Linked DNA regions of Danio rerio: all the other regions are linked to region 2. A link is a contact called in public HiChIP or PLAC-seq data. All regions are on one chromosome and are shown on one strand. Each heading gives the region's core, a stretch centred on a gene start, on an enhancer-like site or on the middle of the called end of the contact. The rest is flanking DNA. Distances are from core to core; before and after follow the strand shown.

Region 1 (3,008 bases), core at 160-2,659, 480 kb after region 2:
CACTTAAAGTTCAAGCCTTGGTTGTACCATCACTGCGATCTCTTTAAAAACATAATATTAAATAATACAATATTTGTTTTGTTTTTAAAATTATTCACAATCTTTCTGCTCCATCGTTTAAAAAATTATTTTAAATTCCAAATCAGAAAACATCGCAAGTGACGCATTCTATGGTAAAAGGGGAATGTATTGCCCCTCTTTTGGTCAATTCTCTTTTATTTATAAAGCCTCAAATCTATGGAATTCTGTCCCAACAGAAATAATCACATGTACAAATTATATGATGTTTTCACTCCTGACTAGGAGGTGGTTTTTGTGAAATCAAATTTGTACACACTGAGTGAGATGTTTTTGAGTTGTCAGGGTTTTAGTTTATATGCGATTGTGCCTGAATGTTTTAATCTGACTTTTTAACTAATTGGATATCATTGTTTTAATTCTAACCTGTCCAGGGACTGCAGTTGGAAATTAGCAATCCTGCTACAACCTGGCACAATGCATCTTTCCTCTGTGGTTAATGTAATTTTTGTGCATTGTCCCTGTTAAATAAATAAATTCATTCATTCACCAAATAAATTCTAGCCTATGGTTGTTAGACTGCTGCACTTTTTTCGTGTTGTCAATACGCTCATGTTTATATAGGCCTATTATTATTATTACACTTCTGAGGAATGTGGGGGTCACAAGTCACTGGCATTGTTATTTTGGGGTCGCGTGCTGAAAAGTTAGGGAACCCCTGCTCTAAAACATTATAAAGAGCCCAAACATTTGAAGGTATAGTATTTATTTAACTTTATGGTTTTACATTTTTAAACTACATTTTAAACTTGTATAAATGCATGAGGTATTTTTAGATCAGGAAATGTAACCTCAAAAATATATTTTTGGAAGCCCCTATGTTTGAAGGTAAGTCCGTTTGAATTCATAGTTTATTACTTATACAAATATAATGCCATTGCAAAGCACTATGAACACATCCACAGCTCAGTTTCTGAAAAATTACTACAATTTCCCCACACCAATATTCTATTTTAGTTCTAACAATTTCCCCTCACAGTCTTAATTGTAGTTTGAATAAACAACAAGTTGTCTTAATTCCCCAATAATGAAAAAAATCACAAATTTAGATTTTTAACCAAATAAACAAAACAAGAGGGGGTGAATGTAAATATAATCTCGTGACTGCTGAGTCAGAGAGCCTGTCGTACCATGTGATGATCAAGTCATATGATTTGTCACCGAACTGTCCTTAACTCCTATAAATCATTGTTTACACCACATGATTAATAAACCCCACCGTCCAAACACCAATCCTTTACCAGGGGAATCATATTTATTTGGCTATGCCCGTCTGTTTGTATGTTTAACTGTGCGGCGTGTGTATTACCCAGAATGCACCACTGCAGGGAGTGAGTGACTGAGTAGGGGATCCCGATTCCCGTCAGCGACACTGAGCGGAGTTTCTGTTCTATTATGTTTATTCATTCACTTTTAATCAAGTGCTGACAGGGAGAAGCACAAGAAGAGGATCGAGTTTAGGTTTGGTAGCGTGTATTTCTCGGCCATGCCTCTCTTCACGACAAATCCATTTGATCAAGATGTTGGTAAGTTTGAGCTGTCATGCATTTAGCGGTCGAGCTAACGGAGCTCTGCTGTGTCTATTGTTGTTCACGCCAACACACCGGCTTTATGTATCGCTTCAGTTTTACTTGAAATACTCGAGACATTGCCGTAATGGTGTTCCGGTGAATGAATAATCAACAATCGCGAATTTATCTTGAGGTTATTAACATGACAACACGCTCACAACTCGTGAGCTTAACATGTTATTAGCCTGATTGCTAGCCAAGTTTGTTGCCGAAGGAGCTGGGACTGTCGACTCGCTTTGTTTGTACGGCCCTGACAGCGCACTATTTGGTAAAAACACGTACTCACGGGTCATATTGTACGATTTAGGACATATTACTACTTTATTATATATATGTATCCAACACTCAAGCTAACGGTGCATACAGTGACGCTGCAAATGACCCCGCCTGCTCCTTTTATGTGTTATGAGCTGTGTATGCTCCTACAATATCCGCTATAGTAGGCTATTATTAATGTTACAGATCTGTATTGTGTTTAACTTTGTTGTATTCTGAGCCTGCTTATGTGAGTTTTGCTGGGCAACAGTTAACCAACCCAGTTAGCATCTGCTAATGTAATGTATATGTAGGCACTTTGATGCATGAAGTGTTAGGGTTAGATTCTATATTCACATGTATGTTATGTGCATTACAGTAACTGCAGACGTCATTGACAGTCTGATGGCATAAGGGATTTTCAGTAAAGAATTGGTCTACTGTTCAGTGTTTTGTATTAGTATTTATGTTGAAATTGCAGATATTGAACATGGGCGGTGTGTTTTTATGTTTCAACTGACCTCTGTTCTCTATTTGACTGTTTGCGAGACTGGTCAACACAATCTCAAAGTGAATGTAGGTCACTGGTTAACCTTTTTTAGTAAGGGGAGATATCTGATGTGCCTTTAAATGATTTTTATAGGACTTAAAAGAAAATCAGATTCACAAAGGTTGCTGTGAATGATTCCAAGCTAAAATATTTTAATAATAATCAATACTCTACAAAATGTATAATAATAAGCTTTTTGCAGAAACCCATATTCTTAAATGGCATCATTCGTTTTTTTTTCATTGCATTTTCTCATATCCAGCATATGTTTTATGCAGCGGATGCCCTTCCAGCAGCAAGCCAACACTGGGAAACATACACTTATTCACACACACCATGGCCAATTTAGTGTATTCAATTCACCTATAGCACGTCTTTGGACTGTGGTGGAAACCGGAGCACCCGGAGGAAACCCACGCCAACAAGTGGAGATCGTGCAAACTCCACACAGAAATGCCAACTGACCCAGCTGGGGCTTGAACCAGCGACCTTCTTGCTGTAAAGTGATCGTACTGCCCACTATGCCACCATGACACCCTTTTTAAAATGGTATC
Region 2 (3,034 bases), core at 483-2,982:
GGCAGAGTTTACTGTCAGTGTCTACATCCCAGAGGATGAAGCCGAGAAGAAGGAGTAAAGCCACGCACAAATGGAGAGAGGGGTTTAACAGATGACCAGTACACCTTCCAAAGCATTTTAATTCAAAGCATGTCTACCCACAGTGCAGTGTTGTATGCTGCCAGTGTATTTGTGATTTAAAAAGTAACTGCAGCTATTTGGATGAAAGATATGGGCAAGTTATGCAGGTTTTGTTTCTAGGCTTTTCACACTATGATAAACTTAAAGGGTTAGCTCGCCACAAAATGTAAGTTCTGTAATCATTCACTCACTGTAATTGCAAACCCGTGAGACTCTTGAGGAATCATTTGTGATGGCTGAGAGATTTCTGTTCTTCTGTTTAAAGTTGTCATTCAAACTTCTGATGCTTTACAATATTTTGTAATGTTATCTATATGAGTGATAGACTTTCAGTGAACAGGCAGAAAGCTCTTTGAATTTGACTAAATATTTTCATTTTGGTTCTGAAGATGAATTAAGGTCTTGATGATGGTGAAATGGATGTCAGAAATACACCAAGATAAATCTTTTTTTTTTTTTAATTTTAGTAAAGGCATGTGGATGTTGATTGGAGGTTGCCAACATTTAAAAGTTTCTCTAGAAGTATCAATCCCAGATTGTGGTAGCAAACATATACTTTTAAACTGCTAACCTAGGCTAATGTATAAACCTGAAAAAAAAGAAAATACTCAAGTGGATAACCTCAAATTGAATTACCAGTACATGCAGCTTAAATTTCTAATTTATAAAACTAATGAAATATGATAATTTCTTAATCCTGAAACCATTAATGTGTGAAAAACATTTGTGAAAAGCATTTTAGCAACTGAAGATGTGCATCTTGTTGCTTTGTGTTATTAAAACGTATTAAAAACACTTGAGTATAGCAAAATTAATGTTTTGAATTAAAAAGCTTTGGTTGTTGCTTTATTTTTAAGCAAAACTGGAACATTAGTGTGAAAATAGCATGTATCTCAACTGTTGTCATGGTTTAATTAAAACTGATTGTCAGTGTGAATATACTGTTTTGTGAGACAGTGTATCATATGATTAAAATCAAATTGTCTTTCAGCTGTAGACAACAGAAATTTAAAGTTGGGTAAAGGTTGCTATAGCCAATGTGATTTGGTAAATCCTTTCTCTGTAAAAAATATATATCTGGATACTCTCATTTGTAGTTTTATGATTTATTGTTATATGTCTGCTGATATATCTTGCTTAATGCATTTTATGTGTTAATATGTGTAAGGTTTGAATATAATACAGTAAGCAGCAAGACAGTTTAATCTGTGTAGGTCCTTCAGATAAGCAAATGCAAATGCTATTGAGTCAAGACGCTTTTGTTGCTTTGTGGTCATAGCTGATATACAGATCATAGTCAGTGCTATGCAATAAAATTAACCAGTTATAATGCGAAAAGTGTGTATGCCTTTAAACCTGCCAGTCCTGTAATTGTAAGGACCTGCACCGTTTCAAATTAGTTTACATCATATTTATGCATGATAAGAGAGCATGATAATGAAAATGAAACCGCTTGTCGACTGAATAGGTACGGAGCAAGCATAATCACAAACAACCTTCTAGAAGGAAGTGGTTGAGGAGGTTGATCTGGTGATTTTTAGCCAGGGGAAATTCTGCTTTGGCGGGTCACGTGAGAGGCCTCTTTTTGAAGTGCCTGCCTGCGTCGCGTCACGTCACGGCCAACCGCCGCCGCTGTGTGTGTGAGCCGCTGCCTGACCGGTTCGCGGTGGTTGTACCGTAGAAGTGACCCTCCGAAAAAAAATACTCAGTGTTATGATACACCAAAACATCAGGAGGGATCCGGCAGACATGGAGAGCTGTAAATACTCGCTGCTTGTTGAAATGAATGAATAACGTCGGCGCGGACAAGCAGACGGCGACAAAACGTCCAGTATCTCAACAACAGCAGCAACTGAAAGGTAAACATTACTCGTGACGTTTCCTAGTTAACGTTAACTATTTTAGGCTAATATACAACGTAAATGTGTGTAATGTTTATTTTAAAGCTGAAGCGCGTTGTGCTTTGACAGCATATAGGTGCAAGTGTCATTTAGCCCGTCGGCTAGTCGAGCTAACCAGAATGCTGATGCTGTGACAGGATCATCCCCTGTATCATATTAACGTTAAAACCTAACATGACATGCCTTCAATTTGGTTATTTGTTCGTTTGAAGCTAGCTAATGCTACATTTAGATACAAACATCACTTGTATGCCGATGAGAGATGTTGTGTGGATGTAGAAGACTGCAATTTTACTAAACAACAGCATTATGTCATTGCACTGACCGACAGGAGTTTGACACACAGAGAGCATTAACGTTAGTGTGTGTGCGATTTCGATGATTTTGTATTTTTAATAAGACTAATTACAAAACTAGTCACTTAATTTCTATCAGATAAACAATTTTTCTGTGATAATTTGACATACAAACAGCCAGGGCTGTTAAGCAATCGCAGGCTCATGTGGTATTAGTGAGCATTAGTGCTGATAAAGACAGCTGTACTCAAACTTGTCTGAACTTGTTTACAACTGTGAGCAGCACTTTTGCTTTTAAACGAGTATTGTCGAGCCGTTAAATGCAAGTCACTGTTTTAACTTTGTTTTCTACTACTGTGTTACCCGATATAACTTTCTGTTATTTAATACATGGCTTCTGGCTATATCTTGTTATGACATTGTTGTTCACACATACTCTATGCTTTGTGTCTCTCCTGAATGACAAGTCATGTTGTTTACCTCTCAATGTCAAAGAATTGAAAAATTAAACCTTGAGCAACATTTGAGGAGACCACATTTGAGGAGCTGTAATATAGGCATTTCTAAATTGTATTGGCTTTCTTTGTTTATACGTCTAGATTTTGTTCAGCAGGAGAGAATGCTTGTGATTATTTTTGCTGACTTGTTTGTCTTTTGTAACTGAACTCAATTACCTTTTTATGTTATGCAAGTGGACGACACAGCAAAATGTCAAGC
Region 3 (2,931 bases), core at 211-2,710, 350 kb after region 2:
GATGCGCCCTTCGCAGTAAAACAATAAATAAATAAATATGACAAAGCTCACTATATTTGCCCAAACAATATTTTATGGTGTCTGTGGAAACGTACTAGTTAGCTAGAAATAACCAAATACATCTGACATTATAATCTTTTAATCATCAGTAAATTCACACAACAAAAGGGTCCCGCACTGAGCATTCTCATTCGTTTTTTCTTCGGTTTGTACAGTGACGCCACTGTACCGTCATCTTACGGGCCACCCGTTACATTCATTGGTTTCTCATTTTCATACAAGCTACACTGCATCTGCCTGTCCCGATGGAGAAATTCCTTCTTAGCGATGCGAACGCCCTCCCACATTGCGCTTGCACTGTAGCCTTGCGTGAACACTCAGGGGGAAATCTCGTTGGGTTTGTTACTGTTTGAAGTCTACATAATTATTCAACAAAGCCTATTTTATTCCCATCTAAAAAAGAAATTATGCTATTTAAGAAATAATAATTATTAAAAATATATACATTTTGCGCACTTACAATATTCGATTTTGGAGTAGGATATTTAGGCTGTAAATAAGTCTCTTTTTCGTTTCAACATGAAATGAAACCACGAATCGTTGAGCAGAAAGGCATAAACCTACCTCATCTTGGGAAAAGTCATCCCAATAGGCGTGCAGTAGGCGCTGTAGTGCATCATGATTCCGTAGATGATCAACGCTAAAGTCGCTTTACTAGATCTGGCCATGCTGTAAAGATACAAGAAAGTTAAATGAATAACTTAAAAATATAACACACTCATTTAGAGTAGTCCAAATGATTTCTTTTTAATCATTGATTTATCCGACGCCTATATAGCGCTTGTTTTACAGTAATACGCAAAGAACTTTTGTTAAGAAAGCCTAAAAAATCCAGAAAGGCAAAACTGATACTTTGTTACTCATATTTTCCTCTCGTAAGATGATCTGAAAAGTTTAAAGATTGCCATGCATGCGCAACAGAATCCTTCTCCCGGTGTGGCAAACGATAAAAGCGGCTGATAATCTTTTAGAAAAAACAAAATCCAGTTGCTCTCGCGTCTTCGTATCACAATTCCTTGGTTTAAACCGAATAAAAACGCCTTTTCCCTGGGTTTAACCTACCTATTGCAGAGTAGGTAGATAGAAATGCTGTTGGATGCGACTCGGGTGCGGCTGTGATTGTGTGAGAGAGATAGAGATCTTCCTCACAGCACCTCTTCCCTGAAGCGCCACCGTCCTTTGCTTCTGTGCTCGTCGGTTCAACCCCTTCACTTTTATACAATAACCAATATAAACAAAATCACTTTCGCAAACAAAACCTCGATGAAATCAGCAGCACTCGTTTGTCTACATATCCTTTTACAAAACTTTTTTTTCTGCCGTGCTCCGATTACCACGGATTTTTATCCATGAATAGGGAGTCTTGCCTTTTTTTCAATAAGTCACATTAAGTATGCCACAGACGTCATCAACCCTTCCTCCCGGGATATAATAGTACAGTTCCTTCCTCATCGATGAACGAGTCACACACACATACACCTCAAATGGAACTTTCCTCTAAACGTAATTTCGGGAGAAAGGACATTTTGCAACTTTTTTCAACTTGACATGACAATGTGACTGCCAATTAGGATCACCGGTCCATGGGTTGTGTCGAGGTCCCAAACCACATCAGTCACTCCACACTGACACTCAGGCACTGCAATGATGGGGCAATAGAGGGTGGACACGACAAACAAAAAGTGCCTTGTTCAATAACGCCACATTTGTCACGGGGTCACGTCTTCGAGAGCTGTCCACCACTGCGGTTCTGAAATAGCTTAGTTTATATGTAACGCTACCTCATATAGCTTATATATTTTTTTGCTCGTGTTATATTCTGAATTCTGCCCTGACAATAATGTATACTTTTATTTTAAGAAACAATTAATAACAGATTCAATTATTTATTTTGGTCTCATATGCGTCATGGCTTTTTTTTTTGTAAACGGAAATTACTGCATCTGTGGAATATATATATTTATTTTCAGGATGACACATCTGTATTTCTTCCACTTATAACATAAAGTTTAATATAAGTATTTTAATCAAGTAGAATACGTGGATTTGTCAAGGTTTTATGAGCAGAGTAGATCCCAAGTGTATTCACTGGCCTGTCCGCACACATATGACGAAGTTTGGAGTCGTGCACGACCATAGCTTTGCTATGAATTAATTCATGCTTACGATCAGTGAACTCTGACGTCGTATGACGAAACTATAAGTCACCGCTTGGTATGTATACTCACTCATTTCGTACACAGTGCGTGATTTATTTTAACAATGAATCTGAGCCTGGGTTCAAGATCATCTCAGGTCTGTTTTTACTTCAATACTGCCACCAAGTGTTCCAGTTCACACACTACGTATAAATGCGTATTGCCAAAGTTGATTTCAGATGTCCGGATCATCTGTCTGCGTCTTTTAGCCTTGGTTTTATGTAAACTTGTCTATAATAAAATACGTTTGGTGTGAACGCTAATGAAGTGATATAATGCGACAGTAGGCTATGCTTTGTCGATACAGACCTACATTATGTCTTCTGAAACGTGCTGTTGCTATAGTTACCGCACGAGTTATGTGCAAAAGACTTTAATTTTAAAATCTTTATAACTAGTGATTAGCGAAACATTTGAAAAAGATGTTCAAAGATGTGGTCACTGAAACTTTAGATCTATGTTGCTGTATGAGTAAGTTATGCTTAAATTGTGCTATTACGTTTGGGTTTGGTTGAAACGGGGTTAAACATCTGTTGTTTTTTTTTCTTTCTTTTACCTGATTATTGAATTTATTTAACCCTTGCTCATCGTTATAAATAGATTAACAAAAAGTAATGTATATATATATATATATATATGTACTAACAGGCTTTAGTTTTGTTGGCAAGGCTTC

The links. HiChIP or PLAC-seq counts read pairs in DNA pulled down with a chosen protein or histone mark.
Region 1: an H3K4me3 HiChIP or PLAC-seq map of embryo shows a contact between it and region 2, with 6 times the contacts expected there. The contact joins the promoter of stam here to the promoter of lpin2 in region 2. A contact is called at or near these places in 1 of 18 Hi-C or Micro-C datasets (an unstated tissue) and 1 of 4 datasets of contacts at active chromatin or transcription factors (embryo).
Region 3: an H3K4me3 HiChIP or PLAC-seq map of embryo shows a contact between it and region 2, with 5 times the contacts expected there. The contact joins the promoter of adcyap1b here to the promoter of lpin2 in region 2. A contact is called at or near these places in 3 of 18 Hi-C or Micro-C datasets (caudal fin, fibroblasts and an unstated tissue) and 1 of 4 datasets of contacts at active chromatin or transcription factors (embryo).

The regions. Positions count from the first base shown.
Region 1 is chr2:34,402,072-34,405,079 of GRCz12tu, forward strand. It overlaps stam (signal transducing adaptor molecule (SH3 domain and ITAM motif) 1), which reads left to right and starts at 1,410. Exons shown (of 15, transcript NM_200120.1): 1 at 1,410-1,604. The coding sequence starts at 1,565. All of the region lies in intron 3 of LOC141378367 (a long non-coding RNA gene), which reads right to left.
Region 2 is chr2:33,919,111-33,922,144 of GRCz12tu, forward strand. lpin2 (lipin 2) reads left to right here and starts at 1,733. Exons shown (of 20, transcript XM_702758.9): 1 at 1,733-1,979. It overlaps myom1a (myomesin 1a (skelemin)), which reads left to right. Exons shown (of 38, transcript NM_001161340.1): 38 at 1-1,328. The coding sequence ends at 58.
Region 3 is chr2:34,266,899-34,269,829 of GRCz12tu, forward strand. adcyap1b (adenylate cyclase activating polypeptide 1b) reads right to left here and starts at 1,461. Exons shown (of 5, transcript NM_214715.2): 1 at 1,123-1,461; 2 at 625-729. The coding sequence starts at 728. It also overlaps a transcript of yes1 not described here.